Regions from separate parts of the Mus musculus genome. Here all the other regions are linked to region 2. Evidence: chromatin contacts called from public HiChIP or PLAC-seq and promoter capture Hi-C data. All regions are on one chromosome and are shown on one strand. The core of a region is the stretch at or near the end of the contact, and the rest is flanking DNA. Distances in the headings are between cores, read along the strand shown. Region 1 has its middle 10 kb from the start of Gm32749. Region 2 holds the start of Plxnc1 (plexin C1). Region 3 has its middle 20 kb from the start of Gm4792. Region 4 has its middle 28 kb from the start of Gm32749. Region 5 holds the start of Ndufa12 (NADH:ubiquinone oxidoreductase subunit A12). Region 6 holds the start of Eea1 (early endosome antigen 1). Region 7 has its middle 62 kb from the start of Gm4792.

Region 1 (3,323 bases), core at 566-3,065, 700 kb before region 2:
ATGGCGTCTGTTCACAGCAATGCAATCCCTGAGACACTCTGTATCTTACCACTCTATTTCCACCAGGAAACTGATCAGCATGAAGAGTGTATGCTTGCTCATTTGTCTAGGTTTCTTTCTCTCCATACACCACTCACTCTTCCAAACTCTCCAGTTAGAAGCCTATGCAGCGATTGCTGTAGAGCATGGTACTTCAGGGAGAGCTTGACACACCCATAGCCCATCTGTCTTCCAAGCTCTCTGTACTGTATCTCATCATTTACACTGTAACATTTAATCTTCCCAATTGTCCTCTATGGTGGATTTCTTATTCCCATGCTTTCAGTAAGGAAACTGATTTCAGGGGTAAGATGACCTACCTACCTACCTACCTACCTACCTACCTACCTACCTACCTACCTACCAAAACTACATGGACACTGGGAGTTATGGAGGAAGAAAGCTAGCCACAATGATTATCTAGTTTTTCACTCTGATGACATGGCTGAGAAGTACCCGGGGATTAGAATGCTGGGTGTGTCTGTGGTAGTGTGTCCCTGAGAGGGTTACCTAAGAGAGAAGGACTGTCCTGTGAGGAGGGAGAAAGCCAGGGGTGTGGCCATCCTCTTTCTCAACATTCTGGCCTCCATGATGCAAACTGCTACACTCTGCTTCCTGTCGGCCTCTGTCATGGTCAGCCTCATGTCAGGTCCAAGCCAGACCAGAAAGGAGCCCTCAGAAAGCATAAGCCCAAGATAGCCTTCCTCCAATGCGTTATTTCAGTCAGGTCTTTGTCACGATGACAGTAAACATAGCCAAACTTGCCAGTGTGGGCAGATCTGAGCTCATGGACTGTCTCTCTGCACCATGCTCTCACATCTGAAGCCCATGTCCTGTAGAAGAGCCAGAAGGAACAGGAAAATGTACGCTTCAGTTTCGTCTCTTCTTTCATTTGACCTACTTTGAAGAACAAGTCTCTGATCTTGTGTCAAATAAACAAACCGGTCTACCGTGCTTCAGCAATGGTTTCACTGTTTATGGGTTTCAGGTTTTCCCCAGTATTAAGGATTAAGTCCAGGCTTTCTGAGTGCTAGGTAAGTTCTATGGTTGAACTAGATCTTAGTACTTTTATTTGGGGAAAACACCCAAACAGATGGCTGCTTCCCCAGTCTTCACGCTCGGTATAGGAAAAGGTATGTATGTGGTCTGAATCAGGCCTGGCAGCACCTCTCTGTCTGCCTGTCTATCTGTCTCTCTCCCCCTCCCCCTCTCTCCCTTCCCTTCCCCCCTCTCTCCCTCTTCCTCTCCTCTCTCTCACTATTCTTCCCCCTCCCCCTCCCTCCCTCCCCACCTCTCTTTCTCCCCCCATTCCGCTCCCTCTGAACCTCTCTCCCTCTTCCTCCCCTCCGCTTCCCCCTCCTCTCTCTCTCTCTCTCTCTCTCTCTCACACACACACACACACACACACACACACACACACACACACACACACACACACACACACATGCACCTGCTCGCTCTTGTACTCTCTCTTGGAGCTTTGCTTGAGCTCTGGAGACAAGAATCCCCCCCCTCCCCTCAGGATTCTAATTCTTTATTGCTGTAGTAGCCAGGAGCTGCAAGTGGTCATCTTCAGTCTCATGGAATCTTCTGGAAAGAGAAACTGGACAGATTGATGGGGAGAGACAGAAATGGACTGATCAGCACAGTTTCAACCTCAGAGCCTAGCCATTTACTTATTTTGTTATTTGGTTAGCATTTGCCTCCTCACTATATGGTTCCATAAGCATGAGAATGTCTGCCGTTGCTCCTCTGGCTTCCGGGCTTCCGGTGCAGGTGTGTCCATATGTATGGGGATGAGACTCTTGCTCCCACAGGATAGCAGCTCCCGGCATAATGCTAACATGTAAGAACTAATTTCTATCTATGGCTTTTGGAAGATGCTGCGTGGACATTTGGGGTTTGATTAAAACACAAGGAAGCTCAATTTTAGAGTCTCATTCAACTCAAAAATACATAATGAGTCCTTTAATTTTTTTTTCTTCCAATGAGAGTGGATTGAAACAAGGCAGGGATAATAACGTTCTGGTTGTGCTTTTCAAAAAATGTGGGTCACATCTTAGGCACTATAATTTAATTTGACTCTAATATGTCTTTGAGTACCCTGTCAGATTATAACCTGATTCATCACTCACTTGGTGGCTAAAAATAGAGGGAGATACAAGAGGGTCACATCACTTAGCAAGGAGAGGTTTTTTTCTCAAATTACCGGACATAAATCAGAGGCAGCACGTCACGCACTTCTACCCAAAGCCATACGCTGGATGCCCGGCAACTGTTACCGAATGAAATGACTGTTGAGCTCCAATCAGCGTCATTCAGCAGAGGCAGCCTGAGATGGTCACGTGAGACCGCTTGATAGTCGGGCCCCTAGTGGGCCTCTGCTAATCAGTCCCGGCTGAAGAGGCGTGGGTGCCTGATTACGGGCAGTTTTATCTGGTTTCCAGGGGAGCGGTTGAAACCATGTCAGGGCCTAAGAGGAAGGAAGAAAATACGAGTTTTCTCATGAATATTTCTTGGGGAAAAAAAATCCCTATCTTACACTGTGTCCTAGCTTCCCCCTGGGATAAAATAATAGTAGCCTGTGCACCTGTGCCCCACATCTGCAGTGCGCTAAGTCCTCAGCGAGCCTCAAAGGAGAGGCAGTGGAGAAATTAGGGCTATGACTTGTTATGGTGCTGGCTCAGAAGTAGAGAAGGTGCTGACCTCTGATGCTTCAAAAAGAAGTTCAGGAAGAAGGAATGAAGGAAGAAGGAATGAACGAACACCGTGACCGTAGGCAGAACACAAGGCTGGAGCTGTGGACAGGGACAGAAATGAACATGGATAGAACATAGAACTGTACACTGGGCATGGCAATGTGGTGCCACCCACAGGGTTGGTCAGAGCAGCTTGCTCTAACAGAGCATCGTGGGCCAGGTAGCTTCTAAGCAGCAGACCGTGGTTTCTCTCAGATCAGGGTTCTGGAGTGATATGGTTCAAGGGAAGGCTGTTTGTTGGCTGAGTTTTTGTAACCTCCCAAAAGGCACTGAGTGAGCTTTGTAGACACTTAGAAGCAGCCAGTTTGTCTCCATCATAGTAAAGAAAGCAGGGTGCTCCATGAGTGCCCAGGGCCCCCTGGCAACCCTATGACCTAAATTCAAGAACTATATAGCTCTGCCAATGATAGTTTCTTATAGAAACATGGAAGGATCTGGCAGGGTACACTTGACTGTCACCCAATACTTGGGCTCTATCACACATATCACCTTTTCTCTTTCTGAATCATTCATTCATATATATAT
Region 2 (3,317 bases), core at 761-3,260:
ACCGCCCCCCCCCCCACACACACACCCGGTTCTCCTTTTCAGGGCGAGGCTTTGTACACCATAAGCTGCCTCCTAGGGTTCTCTCCACCAGGTTGAGACCACAGCCACCCTTGGCTAGCCACAGCCCCGCCCCCTCGCGCTGGTTCAGGCTGGGCGGTCTGCGAGCGGCTTTTGCACCATAGCATTTATTTACCAGTGCGGAGCAGGCCACAACTCTACAGACCACATCACATAGGTTGCAGCCAGAGATTGGAAGGTGGGGTGGGTGGAGGGGGGGGGCACAAAGGCCGGGGTGTGGCGGCGAGTCTTTTAGGTTCGATAGCTTTTTCTGTAAGGGCATTAGTAACTGTTAGCTCAAAGGGTCAAGCCCACATGTCCACTGAGACTCTGGTCTGGAGAAGCGGTTAGGAACAGAGGATAGCCCGGGCCCGGGGGGTTGGGGGGAGCTCAGTCCTAAACAAGCGCCCGCATTTGTACTAAAAAGATGAGAGGCAGCCACTAGAGTTTTGAACCTCCCTCCAATCCTCCCCGCTACCCCGTCACCCTTTCTACACGCTCCCTTTGGGGACCCCAGACTGTGCTTTAGAGTAGCCTGCAATCTCGGCCAGTCGGTGGTGTAGTGAACCTGAGACTTGGTAAGTGTCACCCAAGACTCCATCTGAACCCCGGGGGCTGGACTTACGCAGTTGTGCTCAGTCGCTTGAAAGTCCCAGCTGCAGCTCCTGGCGTGCGCCTGGATCTCACTCATCCTGAAGAGGCAGAGAGCCGTGGTGGCGGGGGAGCGCCTCTCCTGGCCCTCTCCAGTGGCCGCGCTGAACACGCCGGCCCAGATGTCCACAGCCTCCACCAGGCTGGAGGAAAGCAGTAGGCGGCGGCCCTCAGGGTGGCCGTGGTCGCAGTCGAGGGCAGCCTGGCCCTGGAACAGCACCTCTGTGCTCTGCGCGATGCGCGCCATGCTGGGCCAGCCGGTGGCAGCGCCACTCGTGTAGTTGTAGGGATAGTAGGGGAAGTAGACACTGCCGTTCCAGAGAAAGGCGTCCACGAAGTGCAGGCTGCCCGCACTACCGCGCAGTTTCAGGCGGCCCAGCTCCTGCGTGGCCAGACTGCGCCCCTCCGTGTTCTTGAGCGCGATAGCCGTGTCGCGATCGGATGCTGCGGGGTTGCAGCGGTTCGCGGTCTCCGGCTCCGGCAGCACATAGGTGGCGGCCACCGCCAGGTACCAGAGGTCGGTGCCACTCGCGCGGTACACCACACCAGCCGTCGAACCCTGCGGGTGACATGACACCACCTCGGTGCCGTTGCGCAGGGAGCTGCGGTTCAGGTTGCCCAGGGGCCGCACCTCGCAGGCGCCCCGGTCGAAGGTCCAGCCGGTGAGCAGCAGCCCCTCGAGGCCGGTCGCCCCCTCGCGGTAGGGCAGCAGTAGCTTGCTGAAGCTGCTCCCGGGCCGGGGCCGCGCGGGGGGCGCCAACGAGACGGGCTCCGTGCAGTTGCCCGCTTGGTCCCGGTATAGGCGAGAGAGCCTGTTCTTCAGGCTGTAGTCCAGCTGGTCCAGGCAGCTGCCGCTCGCCACGAACACGCCGTCCGCCCGGCTCGCCGCGATGGCTCCGATGGCTTGCTCAGATCGCCACACCGGCTCGTCCGCGCCCCGGGCGGGCGCTGCCAGCGCCAGCAGATAGGCGATCAGGGGCAACGGTGCGGCGGGGTACGGGGGGCGCGGCGGCGTCTTCCTCCGGGAGACCTCCATGGGGCTAGGGGGGCCGCCCCCGGGCAGGGCGCGCGGCAGCTCGGGCAGCTCAGGCGCGCGGCGACGGAGACGCGGGCGGCGGTGGCGGCGGCGGCGGCTCCTGCGCGCGCTCGGGCTCCCGCGGCCGCCCCATCCCCGCGGCTCGGCCGGGAAGGAGTGCAGGGAGGACGGCGCGCGGCGGGCTCGCTCCGGCAGCCTGTGCCGCGGCGGCAAGCCCTGCGCGCTCCGGAGACGCTTCCTCCTCGTCCGCCTTCGCCGGAGAGTTCCTCTGTGCGGCGCGGGCGCTCGCGGGGAGGCGCGGAGGGGAAGGGAGGGGACGGGCGGAGGGGAGCGAGGCGGGCGGGGAGGGCTGGAGAGGTTGGGTGCGCTTGTGCGTTTCACTTTCCCATTGTGAAAGTGGGATGCAACTGGCCCCTTCCTCATCCTCTTCCTCCTCCGCCCTCCGCCTCTCGCCCGCCCTCCCTCCACGCCCATCTCCCCTCCCTTCTTGATTCGGTGAGATCGGGAGGAGGGAGGTCTCGTAATTTGGGTTACTGTGTAGGTGGCCTCTTTCATCTATTCATAACAAAGCTGAGCCGCCTGCCGCGGCCGCCGCGGCTGCCACCATCGCCCCTTGCTCGCCCCGGGTTCCCCCGGCGCCGGAACCGCGCACCGAGCTGGCTCCCGCGCTCCCCAGCCCGCGGGGCTGCTCCAACGCCCGGGTTTTGTTTACGAGAGCAGCCCCGGGCAAACGCGAGGCTCGCGGAGCCAGGACCCAGGGTCGAACGGGTTGCGGCGGAGGCCCAGGGCTTGAGCCCCTGGGAGGCTGCCAGGGCGGCTGACAGGTGTGGAGCGGCGGGAGGGGGGCCTGAGAGATGCGCCAGGGGGCTGGGGCCAAGCGGGAGGCGGCTGAGGGGGACCAAGACGCCCCTGTGACCGGGGGTGGGTTTCCCTCGGTCAGAGTGAGGTAGGAGAAAGGCGCCACACTCTCGTTGTGGACAATCCCTCGGGCCAGAGCTCTCATATTTGAAAAGGCTCCCTGGTCTCCCTTGGCAACGGAGTCCCAGGCTCTCAGATATAGCACTTAGAAAGTTCTGCTCACTATCTAACCCTAGTGACAAAAGCTAACATTTATTGAGAACTTGCTCCGTTCTGGGCATAGTTCTAAATGCACCATGTAGATTTTGATTCACTTGATGCTTGGGACAAACAGTATTAATTAGTGACTTGTATCAACCCTACTCGGCTTTTGAGAAAGGTCTTGGAGAAGCTATGGAACCTGCCCGGGTACAGCTGTTAGCAAATAGCACAGCAGAGATTCGAATCCACACCTCACACCGGAGCCTCTTACAGGTTTCTTGCTAGTCCAGTGCCACCTGTGGCCACTAAACTACACTCCCCAGAGAATAAAGGCAAAGGTACATTGGGCTCAGCAGCCAGGGCTCGCATCTCAAGAGTCCGGAGCTCTCTTATGTTTCTAGAGGGGCTCCCTCCACCACTTCATCCAGGTAGCAACTGTCAGCTGGGGTGCTCCCCCCTTCCCCCACCTCGCAAGCCACCGAGAATTTCTGGAACAGAAAGATCACTGTGCTCT
Region 3 (3,175 bases), core at 257-2,756, 630 kb before region 2:
CCCCTCCCATTGATGCCGGATAAGGCCCCTTCATCTCCTTTAGTCCTTCTCCTAAGTCCTCCATTGGGGTCCCTAATCTCAGTCCAATGGTTTCGCTGCGAGCATCTGTATCTGTATTGGTTAGGATCTGGCAGAGCCTCTCAGGAGACAGCTATATCAAACTCCTGACAGCAAGCACTTCTTGGCATCAGCAATAGTGTGTGGGTTTGGTATCTACATGCAAGATGGATCCCCAGGTGGGGCAGTCTTTGGATGGCCTTTCCTTCAGTTTCTGCTCTTCTCTTTGTCCCTGTATTTCCTTTAGACAGGAACAATTCTGGGTTAAAATTTTGGAGATGGGTGAGTGGTCCCATCTCTCAACTGGGGGGGGGGGGTTATGCCCTAACCTCTGGATATGGTCTCGACAGGTTTTTCTCTCCCCTGTTTGGGGTATTTTAGCTAATCATCCCCATGGGGTCCTGGGAGGCTCTTGCTTTCCTGGCATCTGGGACTTTCTGGTTGCTACCCCCGTTCCCCATCCCCCATTGCTACACACGTCTGTTCAATTTCCTGATCCTCTGTACATTTCCTCCATCTCCTCCCATATCTGGTTCTTCCCCTCTTTCCCCCCTCCCCCTCTTCTCTTCCTCCTAAGTCCTTCCCACCCTCTACTTCCCTTGATTATATTGTTCCTCCTTCTAAGTAGGACTGAAGCATCCACTCTTTGGTCTTCCTTCTTCTTGAGCTTCATGTGGTCTGTGAGTTGTATTGTGGGTATTCCACGCTCTTTGTCTAACATCCATTTATCAGTGAGTACATTCCATGTGTATTTTTTTGTGACCGAGTTACCTCACACAGGATGATATTTTCTAGATCCATCCATTTGGCTGTGAATTTCATGAAGTCGTTGTTTTTAATAGCTGAGTAGTTTATTCCATTGTGTAAGTGTACCACATTTTCTGTATCCATTCCTCTGTTGAGGGACATCTGGGTGGAATGCAAATTGATCCATTCTTAGCTCCCTATACAAAGACTTAGTTTTTAATACTACTTGGCAAATCCCTTCTGATTCCATCATCTCTGTTGTGCTTCATATCCCTTCCCCCCCAGACCTATTTCTACGAACCTAGAACACTGAGTAATAGGACTAGCTAATGTTTCCAGCAGGACTCTTAAACCAAGCACACAACAGGCAATTGATTAATCACTTAGTTCTCAAAACAAAACTATGAACTAGGTTTTACTCCGTTCTCATTTCCAGGCAAGGAAGCTAGCTACTGAATGGCTAGGTAGTTTGCCTAGCATGCTACAGCTAATAAATGTTGTGACAGGGATTTTAAAGGAAGTGTCTTGGCACCAAAGTCTATGCCCTTAATGTTTATGCTACAAGAGAAAAAAAAAGAGTCTAGATGCTTGGTGACTGAAATTGAATCTCGTGCTCCAGCGAGGCTGCTGGGGAGCTCGTAGGCAGCCTCCATCCTTGGCAGCCAGCTGTGATTGCAACCGAAAGTCACAGCACACAGAAGATACAAAGCTTCAGTGTTTTTTTCCAGAAGCCTTTCCATTTTCATCACCACAGTCCTAGCAAGCTCTCAGCTGCATTTCAGCCTCCCATACAGCCAAGGGGAGGCACTACTGAAAAAGGTACTGGGCATTTTTTTTTAATTTGAAAAACAAAACAAAACAAAACAAAACAAAAACAAAAACAACAATCTGGCTAGCTAGCTCTGAGGCATGTCACCTCTTGTTTCTGTCAATGAACTACCCTGGTATCTGTGACATGATTTGCCAGAGCAGCTGGTATTTAAAATACAAATACTGATAAAATATGGCTTTCTGAATTTAAAATTGTGTGTGCGTTCAAGTTGAAGGAATGGCGGGTGTGTGTGTGTGTGTGTGTGTGTGTGTGTGTGTGTGTGTGTGTGTGGTGCATTTCATAGGTGTTGTTCCACACAGGACAGATTTAATGAGACAACACTCATCACGCATACGGAATTCAGACTTGCGCTCTTGTGACATCCCTAGAGTCTGTCCTGCACGAGCAGCTCTTCATGGCCCCCATTTCATGGAGCCAAACAGTGTTATCTGTTGTGTGTACTGCTGTGCGGAGAGTATACAGAGGTGGGACTGTGTAGCGGGAGCTCTTTGTTTAGTTTGTGTGGTAGTTCACGAAGTCCCTCCAGAATGAGGCTGGCGGCTAGCTGAGACTCGAAGGATACAATGGATGGCCAGAGAAAGAGGAGGAAGATCACATGCAGGTGGCGTGCAAAGCCTGAGTGGAAAGGGGAAAGAGGCAGCACGTGTTGAAGAGGGAGCAGGATTCGGAGTGGCCGGAAGGATAGGTCAGGTACTTGGAGGGCAAGAATTGAGTCTGGAAAAGCAGAGGTGGGCCAGGTGAGGATATACGGTGTGAAACACCCTGGAAAGGGACCAGTGGGCAGTGGGAAACCACTGAGAGGTTCTCAGCAGATATTTGTAAGTGAAATCTCGATATCAAAGTCTCTCTGGCTGCTGGGTATAGAACACACTTGGGATTGGGTCAAGAATTGAGGTGAGATGACTTGTTAGGAGTTGCTATGATCATTTGTGTCCACACAAGGGAGGGAGTTAAGGTAGTGGTGAGGCCCATCCTAGTCAAGATTTTGGCAGTGGAATCAGGAGGCCTTGGTGGCTGAGAAGACATGCGAGACCAGGGAAGAAACACAGAGTGACTGTCTCCAGGCTTCCTGCTTGCCTGAGGCATGTGGTGGTGGTGTGAAGAGGGACACAACGCCCTGAAGAGAAAGTAAAGGACTGGAGCTTGGGCCTTGTTGCTTTGAGTCTGAGATACCTTCAAGCCATTTCAGGAGGCTGGGTGGGTATGGAGATGTGCATCTTGGGAGAGTCTGTTCTAAAGTTACTGATATATAGATGATGATTGCTGCCTTGGGGTCTAGAACCCCGCACATAGGATGGGCTTTTAAACAGTGGCTCACAGAATCTGTTGTACATAAGAACCCCTTGTGGAAAATGCCGATTTCTATACAACACCTCTTGAATTACTGATTCAATATCACCATAGCCAGATACCAAGAGCTACAGTATCTAGCAGAGATAGCACTATGTATAATCTATAGTTCAGACAGTTTACCCTTAGGATTAGAATCTAAAACATCTCTAGCAGGCTATAGCCTCTCCTTTAAAAATAAAAAGGTGG
Region 4 (3,088 bases), core at 128-2,627, 680 kb before region 2:
GTGTGCTCTGTATGTGGTATGTGTGTGCGTGTGTCTGTCTTTCTGTGGTTCATGTATGTGTGGTGTGTTTGTGCATGTGCGCGCGCTGTGTATGCCTGTCTGTTTGTGGGTGTGTGGTGTGTCTGTGATGTGTGTGTATCTATATGTTTTAGACATTTGTGTGTGTGTGTGTGTGTGTTGTGTGCTGTGTATATGATATGTGTGTCTGTATATGATATGTGTGTCTCTCTGCGATGTGTGTCTGTGATATGTGTGCCTGTTTATCTCTTTGTGGTGCATGTCTGTTTGTCTGTGGTATGTGTGTCTGTGATATGTATGTAATGTGTGTATGTGCTGTGTATATGGTATGTATGACTGTAGTGTATGTCTGCGGTGTGTGTGTCTGTTTGTGGGTATGTGTATGTGTGTCTGTGGTATATATGTGTTGTGTGTGTCTGCGTCTGTGTTGGGTGTGTATATGAATGTAGTATGTATAGGGTTTGTATGTCTGTGGTGTGTGTATTGTATGGTATGTATGTGTCTATCTGTGGTGTGTGTGTATCTTTAAAAATGTGTGTGGCTTTTATATGTGGTATATGTTTGTCTATGTTGTATGTGGTATGTGTGTGTTGTGTATGTGTGTGTGTGTCTGTGTGCATGTAGGTCAGAGGACAACCTCTAGTGTCATATCTCAGTCCCCTTGTATCTTTTGCTTGAGACAGGGTCTCTCACTGACCTAGAGAGACCCTTTTTGCCAAGTATCCAGAAAGTGCTTTACAACTGGATCAACCCCTCTATAAACTGCTTCTTCTACATAACATTTTATAAATATCTTGCAAGCTGTTGAGAAGATTTTGAAAAATGAAATTTCCACATGTAAGAGATTTTAAAAACGTTTTAGGTTATTTTATTATTTCACCTTTTCAAGTAAATATTATCCTGCAAAGCTGATTTTCTCAGGCTTCCCTGGTCCATACACTGGAATGGAGGCACACTTCCGGTAATGACCCATATTTTGCTGCTTCTGTCTTATACCGTCAAGTTTCATTGTAAACCCTCAGAGGACAGATTGCAAGCAGGTCTATCCACTACAGTTACTAGAGAATGGGATTTCTCCCAATGTTCTGGGCGAGTTGCCCAATAAACCATTGGAGGATATACATTTCCACTGCCCAGGCTGCTCATCCCCGCTGGGGACAGCCTTCAGCATTGTCCCAAGAACTCTATCTTTGAATGAACTCCAGTCAACCTGCCCTTGAGACAGCCACATCCCTCACAGGAGAGAGAGAAGGCTCTGCTGTGTGGCACTTTGTCACATGGACACTCAGAGGCTGTGCATCTTCAAGAGGGAGCCTATGTCAAGGAGGGACTCCAAGGTCTGCAGCTGCTCTCCTCACAGAACTGAGATATAAATGCTATGCCAAGCACCTCCCCAGGCCTGTCTCCCTCGTCCCAGTGAAGAAGCGCTTCTCTCTCATGCAAATCCTTTATGGAAATCAATGCCTTTCCTCTCAGTTCATCAGCGCATTTGTTGGAGCCCTTTTGGTTATGAATAACACACAACAGCTAAAGCCAACAGACGCAAGTAAAGGACTCAACTGTGAAATGATCCGATTCGAATGAGCGAGCGAGCGAGCAGCTGGTGAAAGAGACCAGCAGTGCTGCATCTGGGGCCCACCAAGAACCTAACAGAGGTGACTCAAAGCCTTCATGACGCCTCCCCTCTGGCACGGATGGGTTTTCTCTGATCTCTCCCCCACCTGGTGCTGGACTGGGCAGGGGAACACACTGAACTGGCTATTTCTGAGTCTCGAGGGGATCGTAGGGTTGGGCTGGGGAAGGAGCTGTTTGCCAAATTGGAGAGACTGATGATAGCGGTCAGATCACGATGCCGTGTTGCAGACCAGAGCATTAGCCTGAGAGTAGTGAGCAGCAGAGTCACCGTTAGGCAGAAAATGGAGCAAACACATTGGTACGGGTTGAATACTACTTACTGAATTATTTGGGACCAGCCATGTTTTGGCTTTCTGAAGCCTCCGCTGGCCTAGAACTCACTCTGTAGACCAGGCTGGCCTCAGTCTCACCTCTGTGAGACACACTGCCTGCCTGTCTCTGCCTTCCGAGTACTTCTGAGTATTGGGATTAAAGGCATGGCTCCCACTCCTGGTGGCTTTCTAATGTTTTAAAGAGTTTTCAAGTATCTGCATTCGTATGATGAGTTTTCCTGGGGGATAGACAAAGAAATAGGGAGTTCATGTGGAATATGAAATTCTCATATTATGTACACCTTACCATTTGTCGGTACCTTTATATAATTAAAAATTCAATTACACTGATTAACTAATTCATTTGTGTGTGTGTGTGTGTGTGTGTAGGTGGCGGGTGGGTGCACCCATGTCATGCATGGAGAGATCAGAGGATAACTTGGGATGTGTCTGTTCTCCCTTCCAGCATGAACGTCTCAGGGATGCTACCGAGGAGATCAGGTTTGGTGGCAAGCTGAACCATCTTGCTGGTCCACCTTTAGTTTAGTTTAGCTAATGTTTAGTGTACCTGCATTTTGACTACAACTTGTCGTATAGGGTCAGAAACAGAATATTCTACTTTTGGCATCATGTTGGTATTTGAGAAGTTTAGTTTTGAAATGTCTTGGATTGTGGGCATTTGAATTTGAGATGCTCAACCTGTAACGTGGTTCTGATATTCTTGCTGGTAGCTTTCAGAGAACAGACAGATGTGAGGGACAAGGACCAGAGACAGGTAGAGAAGCTGGGATATTTGTAAAAACATTTGGCAACGGTGAAAGGTTTCTGAATGTACAACCATCAGAATGGATTCACAATCTGCTGTATAATGAATCTGGGCTGTTTCTGGGACCACTCATCTGTGGAGCATCACATGACTTTACTATAGCCTGGATTCTAAATATCCAGTATGTACACTTTGCACCACATGACATCGTACCACACAATGCCATCAAACACTGCCTGGAACAGTATTTATTACAGATACGGAGTCTTCTGCTTCTGCAGAAGTATGGTGGCTTATCTATGAAAAACAAAAGTTTAATATGTCCCTACCATCCTTAGCATGAATCAAGTCAGTATCT
Region 5 (3,124 bases), core at 182-2,681, 750 kb before region 2:
ACATGTACATATACATATAAAATGTAGTCAAGAAGCAAGAGCATCAAGTCTAGGTAATAGTTGGGAAGGGAGGAGGAAGGTGCAAACGGGGAAGGATATAGAAGGGGCTTCAAAACTATTGGCAGTATGTCAAGCATCAAGGTTTTGCGGTTAGCCACCCCAAACCTACCAGTTAGAAGTGTGCATTTTCACATGAATGTATAATACAGACAGAGGTGGTCAGGGACAACCTATCTCCATTCAGTCAGAACAGGGGTCTGGCAGAAATCATGGGTTTAAATCTCTGTAGTCACTGAGTATTAGTGGCTGTTAGCTGGGACTTGCAGTGGGACAGAATCTGGGCATGGCCAGAGTCTCTCTGTTCTGCTCCTTACTGCCTACTGGCTGTGTTCTAAGGGAAAGAGCTGGAGGCCAATTTGCCTTCTATCCTGCTATCAGAAGTCTCCTGTGACTCCCCTGCATTCTAGTCATCAAAAAACATACATATTGTGAGGAATATGTAAAGACACACAGGGCTTGGAAACAATATGCAAATAACGCAAAATATTTTTAAAATGAAATTAAGAATATTAGCTGCTCTTGCCAAGGACCTGGGTTTGATCTTAGCCTACCTTGCAAGCGTGAGAAAAGAAGTTACAGCTCAGAGCCCATGTAGAAAATTCGGGTATGGTGGCACCTTTGTAGACTCAGTTCCAGGGATGTGGAGGCAGGTGTATTCCCGAGGTTCGCAATCTGGCCAGCCTTGTCGACTTGACACTTAACTATTTTTAATCTTTAATTTTATTAATCCTAGTTTCTTCTTTCTTTTCTTTTCTTTTTCTTTTTTATGGCTAGGGGTTTGCCAGTATTGTTTATTTATTTTATTATTTTGTAAAGCACTAACTCTGTGATGAAGTCTACCTAGTGTCTGTGCTTACACCTTGCAACAATAAAATAACAAATCCTTCAGGTATTTTACTTAATCTTATTCTTTGCAATTCTTCATCACTCATCTACCAGCATACCGACGCTTAATGAATTCAAAATCATACGCACTCTGTATTAAATGTACAATACCGCTGTGGGGTCAGTAATGCATTTCTTAGCTTCTAGTGCTATAAGGAATTTTTGGAATGTGCGTCATCGTTGTCTGGAGGAAGAAACTTATTTCGACAGGAGAAACTCCCATCTGGGAAAGCTTTGCTTGGCGTACTTCTCCCCGCAGGGTCGCTTTCTGGGTACAGCCTCCGAAAACATTAATTTCACCTTTAGGAAGACACCAACCTGTACTGTAAAACCCCAGATAATCCTCCCTGCGCGACCTCCAGCTCTGCGCCTGCGTAGAACGACCTCCGCGGCCGGTTGACGAGCAGGAACCTCCAAACGGTGGCGCCTTGAGTATCTCGTCTTCCGCCCGGCGGGTTTTACCCGAACACGGAAGGGGCGGACCATGCAGATGAGAATGGAGCTGGTGGAGGTCCTGAAGCGCGGCGTGCAGCAGGTCACCGGCCACGGCGGCCTGCGGGGCCTCCTACGGGTTTTCTTCAGGTAGGAGGCCAGGGCTAGACCCTGGGTCTCTGGGGACGCACCTCCGCTGGCTGCTTTCCTGGAAAGGAGCTCAGATTAGATCACTTTGGAGGTCCAGGGATCCGGTCAAGGACAAGTTCAGTCCCAAGAGTTGAGTTCCTTGGACTGAGACGTCTCTGGGCCCTACTCAGCCCCTAGTGGCGGAGCTGTGACGCAGGTGCTAGGGTAGCCGGGATGCTCCGGGCTCGAGTCCTGGGGTGTAATGAGGCTTAGCATAGCAACCCCTCTACCCCTCACGGTGACCTTGGGCAAGTTTTCCTCTGCACTGTGTACAGTAAGAAGTTGAAGGTGGCGATCATGCTAGTCCCGATTAGCCCCATAAATCGCAGCAAATCCGGAGGACCAGTGAATAATCCAGGGGACACTCGTAATACGAAGATGATGAAGTACTTTGACTGCCTGAAGGTTTTGCTAACTTAGTGTCTCAGGGTGCACGTATCTACATACGTGGACCGTAGCTGGAAAGTAGTGTTTTATATGCAATCTAAGCACATCAGTTGTTTGGTTGATTACCCCCCCCACACACACACACCTGTCTGCATGCTGCTGGGACAACACAGGAGACTCCAGAGCTCTTTGCCAGAAAGTTAATTCGTGAGCGTTGAGTGGCAAGAGCCTTCGGCTGAAGGCTAGAGGTGTACAAGCAGCGAGCATCCCCCGTAGCATCTCGTTCTTGTGTCGATGCAGAAACAGTCGGTGGTACGGTCTGTTTCTGGGTTTGTCTTGAACAGTGTGAATCATTCTGAGATGCCTTTTTTTTCCTCTGTGTACTTCTTAAAGGGCAAATGATATAAGGATTGGTACACTGGTGGGAGAAGACAAATATGGAAATAAATACTACGAAGACAACAAGCAATTTTTTGGTGAGTGCAGTATTTTCTTTTTCTTTTATTTTTTTAAGATTTATTTTATTATTATATGTAAGTACACTGTAGCTGTCTTCAGACACCCCTGAAGAGGGTGTCAGATCTTGTTACAAATGGTTGTGAGCCACCATGTGGTTGCTGGGGTTTGAACTCAGGACCTCTGGAAGAGCAGTCGGTGCTCTTAACCGCTGAGCCATCTCTCCAGCCCAGTATTTATAGATTTTGTGTGTGTGTGTGTGTGTGTGTGTGTGTGTGTGTGTGTGTGTGTGTGTGTATAAATGGATGGGGTTAGGATTCAGAGTCTAGTTTTGACATCATGCATGAACAGATACTAAGTGACTTGGAACGGAAAACTCAATAGGAAATTTAAAACGTGGGCAGAGGGGATGGCTCAGCCAGTTTGGGCACCTGCCACCATACATAGTGACCTGAAGTACACCCTTCAACGACCCCAGACCTCATCTTTCAGGTGAAGAAGCCAAGCCATCTATCACCTCATACTATTCTGTAGAGGTGTGTAAGCCAGACTTATGTGGCTGCAAGTTGGTGCCCCAGACGTTTGCATCTTATTCTGTAACATTTTCTTTTTTTTTTTTTTTTTTTTTTTTTTTTTTTTTTTTTTTTTGAGACAGGGTTTCTCTGTGTAGCCCTGGCTGTCCTGGAACTCACTCTGTAGACCAGGCTGGCCTCGA
Region 6 (3,115 bases), core at 218-2,717, 1.0 Mb after region 2:
TTAGAGACCACACGTTGCCCTTTGTGCATAAGAGGAAGGCTGAAGTAGCCTTCAGCAGGCCAGCCCACCTGAAGTGAAGACCAATCAAGGGTACACAAAGTAGTTAATTTTCCCGTTGAGATCTGTTCTCCAGACTCGTGAGCTTTCCTCTGGAGACTCTTAAAATGAGAGTTCATCAGATTCAAGGGGTTTTCTGGGTAGAAGAATTTTGACCCATGATTTTAAATTTCTCAAGAACAATGAACAGCACAAGCAATCTACACAATACAAAAATAGGACAAAGTTCTCAAATCTGGTAGCCCCCCCACCCCCACAATCCTGACCTAACAGCGTCCTGGAGGCCCCACCGACTCAGAAACTGACACTGCATTTAGCTTTTCCACAAGTCCCTAGGATTATTAGCTACAGATAGAGAAACCTTACCTGAGGTATTCAATGCTTTCCCCCACCCCACAATCTAGGCATCCCCAGTTCCCAGCCTTTCTGATTGCTCTCTCAGCTCCCAGGTCACTAGGTACTGTCAGTATCCCAAGTTTCACCTTGTGCAGTTTAGTCATCTAGAACCTGGCAGAGGCCTCCCAAGCACTGGAATTGCCTGGGAGAGAAACACTTATAACAGAGCAACCCCGAATGCACATTACAGAGAGTTTCTAGAGACAAAGAACACAGAAAACTCACATCCTAGCTGGCAGTTGAAGGAGGAAGCAAGCAAGTGGTTAAACAGAAGCCAAGGACACGAAGTTAGCTGGGGTATTTCTACCCCTTGCTTTTAGAACATAGTTAGGTGCTTTCCCACGGAAGGGCTAGTAAAAGTGTGTGTGTTTCAGCTTAAAACAAGGATGGCTCCAGCTGAAATAAGATGAAGAAACCTTTGCCCTGTCACAAAAGGATAAACCCAAACTTCTCTAGTTAATCCCAAACCCAGCCTCCTCCCATGTTTTATTGTTGCTCTGATTGCAATCAGAAGCAGGAAGGAAGCGGGTAACCTGGGTATGGAAAAGCAGGGGGAAGCCCAACACAGTTAAGTAAGCCTTGGTTTCTCGGGTCCACAATGGCTTGGAGTTTAGAGGTCGAATCAGCCTTTCCAGCCAAGAGGAGGATCCGGCTCGGGGTTGCTGCACTAAGAGCGCTAGCAAACTTCCATCCTAGGCTGGGGCTCAGCTGAAGTTAGCTCTAAAACCTGTTCTTCCATCCCCGTGTGGGGGACACCTCCAGGCGGGACCCGTGAGGTCCCCACGCATCTTCTCCATCAGAACACCAGGCAACCCTCAACATTCCCGAGCAGGGTCCGGCACCCAAGGTCCAAGCTCTCGGCGGAAGAAGCCAAGGCACCAGCTTCCTGTGGCCTGTCTCTCACACTAGCCCCGCTTCCGATTGGTCGAAGCCTCGGGCCGGCCCTCCCTCCGGCCCCGCCCTCCCCGCGGATGGACAGGCCGAGGAGGCGGGGCTGCAGCGGCTCCGCCCCTCGGCCCCGGGCGGGCGGGCCCGCCCAGCTGTCAGTTACGGGGGCGGCCCGGCAGGCGGGCGCTCGCTGGCTCCCTCCTCGCTGGCTCGTGCTCGTGAGCCTCTCGCCGCCTGTGGGGAAGTCGGGGCCGCCAAAGCCGCGTCCACCGCCGCCTCTTCCCCGCCCTCCTCCCTCCCGGCTCGGCTGCCGGCCCCTCGCGCCCTCCAGTCGTGAGTAACCCGCATAAGGGCGCGGAGAGTCCCCGCGGCGGCGGCGGCGGTGACGGCGGCGGCGGCGGCCGGCCAAACCATGTTTCGAAGGATCTTGCAGAGGGTAAGAGTGAAACCGTCCTTCCGGCAGCACGTGAGCGCGAGCGTCCGAGCCCGGCCGCGGGGCAGCCCGGGCTGGAGGGCGGGGGCGCTCAGAGCTCCGCTAGGCCCGGTGACAGCGTGCGCCGAGGCCTGCTGGTCCTGCCGGAGCCGGGCTGCGGGTGGGGCGGGGCGCAGGCCGGAGCCCGGAGGGCCTCCAGCCTCGGCTCCCGCGCTCGGGGCTGTCACCACGGGCTGGAGGGTGTGGTGCCCGCGCGCGCCCCTCCCCGCTCCCCGCTCCCGGCTCCGCGCCCGTGGGTGCTCGGCTGCGGGCGGCTGCGGGGCCCTTCCCTGCCCCAGCGTGCCACCACCTTCCCACGACACGCACCTGCCTGTCTGCCTCCTTACTCATCTATCTGCACGGTACAGGAGGGTCATGGGAGACCCGGCCTAGTCCTGGGACTTGAAGACGCTGAACTGCCAAAGTCGGTGGAGAAGGAAGATATTACTCACTGTTGGAAAGTTTCTTTTAAGAATTACAAGTGCATTTTCCTCTCCAAGACCCAGAACCTCATTTTAGTTATCCAGGACTAAATGGCTCAAACGGCAGATACACTCCAGTTTAGTTTCCACCAGGGCTATCTCAATGTAAAATCTGGGAAATCTTGAGGGTAAAAAGGTAAGAGCGTTGGAAAGCCGTAGATGTTTTGTTTAGGTACCAGTTCCTAGAATAACATAATTAAAATCGCTTCTAATAAGAGTTGCCTACTCAAGTGTTTTGGATAGCTTCCATTCGCTCCCTTCTGCAGCTGGTTAATGTAAAGAGATGTTACCTAGAGAGTAGGAGAATTAGTTCAAAGGACAAGAACTTACTGAATGTGTAGCATTTAGTTAAGAAATGTGCCAAGGAGGGTTGAGTCAGCCAGTACACAGGAAGGGAAGATTCTGTTTAGACAGCTTCTGTGAAACATTGAAGTCATCTGGTCATACATCAGAGGAAACATAGTTAACGTCTGCTCTGGCCCTCTGTGGGGACATTGGATTTTTTTTTTTTTCCTTTTGCAATCGTTTTTGGTAGTTTTTTTGAAACTTTGATAGAGCTGAACCTTGGTAGCAAGCAAGGGCATACCCTTTACTCTCCCCATCAGCTGCTTTGTTCAACAGCAAAGGCTTCTGTGCATGATTGATGGCTTGATTTGCTTAAGAGAACTGATTACCTTAACCTCAGGTTACACACGCACACGTGAGTGCACCCCCTCCCCCCCCATACAGTTACCCAAGAGAAAAGGAGTTTGTGGTTTGCTTTTAAGTTTATCAACAATGTTTTCTGATTTGGGAGTTGCTTCTGGTGGCAACAGTTTGG
Region 7 (3,029 bases), core at 308-2,807, 580 kb before region 2:
TAGGACAGAAGACGCAACATGAATAAACTAATTCAGCAAAAGATTACCCAACCAAAGGGGCTTGGAATTACTACAAACCTTGCTCTTGCCCCGTCCTTCCCACACTTCAGTGTGCCACCACACAGCCTGCGTGAATGCTCTGGGTTGTGTGTGTCTCAGTGTGTGTTTGTGTGTGCAAGTGCACACATGTGAGTATGCCTGCTTGTGTGTGTGTGCAGACTGTATGCATGTCGAGGTCAGAGGGCAACTGCAATGCTGCTTCTTGGGTGCTGTCCACTTGAACTTTTGGAAAGATTTGCCTTTATCTTACGTGCATGTGTGTTTTGTTGAATGTATGTACGGGCACTATGTTTTACAGTGCTTGAGGAAGCCAGAAGAAGATATTAGGTCCTCTGAAACTAGTAAAAGACAGCCATGAGCAACCACCAAATCTGGATCCTCTACAAGGGCGTGGCTGAGCCATCTCTCCAGTCCTCTTTTTATTTTTTCAGCCAGGATGTCTTGTTGACCGGAAGCTTGTCAGGTAGGCTAGGCTGTCTAACCAGCATGCTCCAGGGATGATGATGGTGATTATGAGGATGGTGATGGTGACAACGATGGTGATGATGATGATGACGATGACGACGATGATTTATTACAAGCATGGCACCAAGCATGGCTTCTTACATGGGGTTTTATGTTCCGATACTGATATCCTGTATCAATAACAATGACAGAAATACAAACTCTCTAATTCTGGTTTAGAAGAGAGAGTTTAATTATGAATTGCATTGTTACTTTGATAGAGCATTGTTTTGTTTTGTTTTTTTAATTCACTAAAATATTGGTTAAACTGTCTTTGTCCTAGAAAGACATCAATAGAACTTGGCTTGTGCCTCAGAGTGTATTTAGATGATAATAATAATATTATTAAAAGCTAATATTGGGATTTTCATAAGCACGGGAGCGATTCTGAGTGCTTTACATTCATACCTTGTAAACTCTAATGACTTTGATAACCAAAGTACTGAGAAATATTGTTAAGCAAAGGAGAGAGGAAAGGAAAGGAAAACTTCCCTGCCATCTTCTTTTTCTTATTCTTTTGTGTCTGTCTGAAATGTCCCCTCTGTATCCTGACTCCCTGGGGAAGGGTCTAGTTGTTGTTGTTGCTGCTGCTGCTGCTGTCGTTGTTATTATTATTAGATAAAGTTGATGCCATTTGAGGATTTTCTGGTCTTTGGTTTCCTCACAGAAAGACCATATTTCTTTCACAATTTGTCATAATTTTAGCATCTTAGCTAGAAAGAAAACATATAAGACTTTTAATTTTAAGACTCTTACATGGTGAGTCTGGAAATCCTACTTTCCTACTATTTGGAAATCTGTTGATTTGTTGTTGTTGTTGTTGTTGTTGTTGTTATTGGGGCTGATGTATATTGTGACCTTGCTAACTGATATCTGTCACTGTGTGTTCTTGTTTTTTGTGGTCACTGAAGTTTCTGTTCTGTTATCTCTGTGGTTGGCCAGTGACCTTCTTAAATGTCTGCCTCTGAAGAAGGGAAAACACAGGGAATTTATTTTTTAAAATTTCCCTATAGATGGTAGGGGAACTCAACGGGGCCCAGACCAAAGTAGGCACCTGGATCAGTCAATCAGGAGGCACTGTCAGTTTGCATGACAAAATTTTGGAAGGAAGGGTCCCGTTGCCCACCCCGGCACCCACCAGCGTTCTAGGTGCATGGGTGGCTCCAGTTTCCAGGGAGACCTCTGTGAGTGTGAGGCCAGCCTGGTCTCCATAGACAGCTCCAGGATAGCCAGGGCTATGTAGAGAGGCCCTGCAGTGAGAGAGGCAGGGAGGGAGGGAGAGAGACAGAGAGGGGGGGCGGAGGAGGGGGAGGGGGGAAAAAGGAAGGAAGGGAGGGAGGGAGGGAGGGAGGGAGGGAGGAAGGAAGGAAGGAAGGAAGGAAGGAAGGAAGGAAGGGAAAGGAAAAGGGTCTAGTTTCATGTTTTTTCCCATCTGAATATCTAGTTCCCCTCTCCTGTTTATTGTAGATATACCCTTCCCCTGTTATCTGTGTTAAACCCCTTTATGCACATGTGGGCATGATTTCCTGTTTCTCTATCCTATCTGGTTTTGTTCCTTTATATTCCCTTTCTCTTTATTCCTTTTGTTTACTTACTGTTTGTTCTTATAATCTTTGTTTGGTTGGTTTTGAGATAAGGTCTAAATTGGATCTGGGTTTGGGACCCAGGCTGGCTTCAAACTCATGTTCACCATACTTCGGCTTCCTGAGTTCTAGGACCGCTATTCGTACCACCGTGGGCGTTGCTGTTTTAATTCCTGTACCTTTGTCATCTAATATGAAGGCTGGAAGTGTGGTTTCTCCAATTGTTCCTGCTCAAGACCGTTGTGTTAGCGGCTTTTCCTGTTGCAGTGACACAGCGCCTGGCAAAAGCCCCTTAAGAAAGGGTTTGTTTCCGTTCATAATTCATGGGTACAGGTCATCATGGTGAGGAACATCGTGGTGTCAAGAACTTGAGATGTCTGGTCACACAGAGTCTCTAGAAAAGGAGTAGTGATCAATGAATGCTCATGCCGGCTCCCTTCTCTGTATTTTGATCTGTGATCTGAGACCAATGCAACAGTGCCACCCGTATTCAGAGTGACTCCTCCCACCTCAGTTAAGGTAAACTTTAGCGGATCTTGGGAGTGTCTTTTGTGGGTCTATGTACTTGAAAGCATTGTTTTGTTCTGTTTATGTCATTGGCATTTTGATATGCATTATATTGAATCTGTGGGTGGTGTGAACACTCATCAAATCTTCCTGCTTACTATCATAGGCTATTTACTGGGGTGTTCATTAATGACCTTCACTAAGGCCCAATAGATTTCACTTACAGATTGAACACTCTGTGCTTAAAGGAGTAAAGTTTGCTTTTCCCAGCCGGAAGGGCAGTGATGGGCACCGGAGCAGTAGCCCATGTTCTCTTCCTTTCTGGTTGCCCTTTGAAGTCCCTTTCTTCCAGAAGCTAGGAGTGGGGAAGACCCA

What was found. Promoter capture Hi-C pulls out the DNA fragments that hold promoters and counts their contacts. HiChIP or PLAC-seq counts read pairs in DNA pulled down with a chosen protein or histone mark. Capture Hi-C pulls out chosen DNA fragments and counts their contacts.
Region 1: a contact with region 2 is called in a promoter capture Hi-C map of hippocampal neurons, with 4 times the contacts expected there. The contact joins the enhancer-like site here to the promoter of Plxnc1 in region 2. A contact is called at or near these places in 2 of 39 promoter capture datasets (hippocampal neurons and stem cell-derived epiblast-like cells) and 7 of 115 datasets of contacts at active chromatin or transcription factors (craniofacial prominence, embryonic forebrain, embryonic hindbrain and 4 more).
Region 3: an H3K4me3 HiChIP or PLAC-seq map of stem cell-derived neural progenitor cells shows a contact between it and region 2, with 5 times the contacts expected there. The contact joins the enhancer-like site here to the promoter of Plxnc1 in region 2. A contact is called at or near these places in 8 of 39 promoter capture datasets (the 3T3-L1 cell line, cranial neural crest, embryonic stem cells and 4 more), 1 of 484 Hi-C or Micro-C datasets (the N1E-115 cell line) and 7 of 115 datasets of contacts at active chromatin or transcription factors (embryonic forebrain, embryonic hindbrain, embryonic stem cells and 3 more).
Region 4: a contact with region 2 is called in a promoter capture Hi-C map of liver, with 3 times the contacts expected there. The contact joins the enhancer-like site here to the promoter of Plxnc1 in region 2. A contact is called at or near these places in 3 of 39 promoter capture datasets (hippocampal neurons, liver and stem cell-derived epiblast-like cells) and 5 of 115 datasets of contacts at active chromatin or transcription factors (embryonic hindbrain, embryonic limb bud, embryonic stem cells and 1 more).
Region 5: a promoter capture Hi-C map of liver shows a contact between it and region 2, with 6 times the contacts expected there. The contact joins the promoter of Ndufa12 here to the promoter of Plxnc1 in region 2. A contact is called at or near these places in 11 of 39 promoter capture datasets (the 3T3-L1 cell line, 3T3-L1-derived adipocytes, cranial neural crest and 6 more), 13 of 484 Hi-C or Micro-C datasets (B cells, cerebellar granule neurons, cerebellum and 8 more), 11 of 115 datasets of contacts at active chromatin or transcription factors (astrocytes, bone marrow-derived macrophages, craniofacial prominence and 8 more) and 1 of 9 other capture datasets (macrophages).
Region 6: a contact with region 2 is called in a promoter capture Hi-C map of adipose tissue, with 3 times the contacts expected there. The contact joins the promoter of Eea1 here to the promoter of Plxnc1 in region 2. A contact is called at or near these places in 2 of 39 promoter capture datasets (embryonic stem cells and pre-B cells), 3 of 115 datasets of contacts at active chromatin or transcription factors (bone marrow-derived macrophages, embryonic stem cells and pro-B cells) and 1 of 9 other capture datasets (adipose tissue).
Region 7: an H3K27ac HiChIP or PLAC-seq map of microglia shows a contact between it and region 2, with 5 times the contacts expected there. The contact joins the enhancer-like site here to the promoter of Plxnc1 in region 2. A contact is called at or near these places in 2 of 39 promoter capture datasets (hippocampal neurons and stem cell-derived epiblast-like cells), 6 of 115 datasets of contacts at active chromatin or transcription factors (embryonic forebrain, embryonic hindbrain, embryonic limb bud and 3 more) and 1 of 9 other capture datasets (embryonic stem cells).

Annotation. Positions count from the first base shown.
Region 1 is chr10:94,247,361-94,250,683 of GRCm38.p6, forward strand. No RefSeq gene overlaps it. Among named protein-coding and RNA genes, the nearest start is that of Gm32749, 10 kb to the left of the region's middle. Within about 2 kb of position 1,816, at least 73 of the 459 cell types and tissues checked have an H3K27ac peak or open chromatin away from gene starts, as enhancers often do. A contact at or near this core is called in craniofacial prominence and hippocampal neurons, where this site is marked.
Region 2 is chr10:94,942,835-94,946,151 of GRCm38.p6, forward strand. Plxnc1 (plexin C1) reads right to left here and starts at 2,011. Exons shown (of 31, transcript NM_018797.3): 1 at 683-2,011. The coding sequence starts at 1,744.
Region 3 is chr10:94,317,330-94,320,504 of GRCm38.p6, forward strand. It overlaps a transcript of Tmcc3 not described here. Among named protein-coding and RNA genes, the nearest start is that of Gm4792, 20 kb to the left of the region's middle. Within about 2 kb of position 1,507, at least 18 of the 459 cell types and tissues checked have an H3K27ac peak or open chromatin away from gene starts, as enhancers often do. A contact at or near this core is called in stem cell-derived neural progenitor cells, where this site is marked.
Region 4 is chr10:94,264,729-94,267,816 of GRCm38.p6, forward strand. No RefSeq gene overlaps it. Among named protein-coding and RNA genes, the nearest start is that of Gm32749, 28 kb to the left of the region's middle. Within about 2 kb of position 1,378, at least 11 of the 459 cell types and tissues checked have an H3K27ac peak or open chromatin away from gene starts, as enhancers often do.
Region 5 is chr10:94,197,604-94,200,727 of GRCm38.p6, forward strand. It overlaps Ndufa12 (NADH:ubiquinone oxidoreductase subunit A12), which reads left to right and starts at 1,432. Exons shown (of 4, transcript NM_025551.4): 1 at 1,432-1,527; 2 at 2,347-2,429. The coding sequence starts at 1,442.
Region 6 is chr10:95,939,196-95,942,310 of GRCm38.p6, forward strand. Eea1 (early endosome antigen 1) reads left to right here and starts at 1,468. Exons shown (of 29, transcript NM_001001932.3): 1 at 1,468-1,777. The coding sequence starts at 1,754.
Region 7 is chr10:94,359,389-94,362,417 of GRCm38.p6, forward strand. It overlaps a transcript of Tmcc3 not described here. Among named protein-coding and RNA genes, the nearest start is that of Gm4792, 62 kb to the left of the region's middle. Within about 2 kb of position 1,558, at least 5 of the 459 cell types and tissues checked have an H3K27ac peak or open chromatin away from gene starts, as enhancers often do. A contact at or near this core is called in microglia, where this site is marked.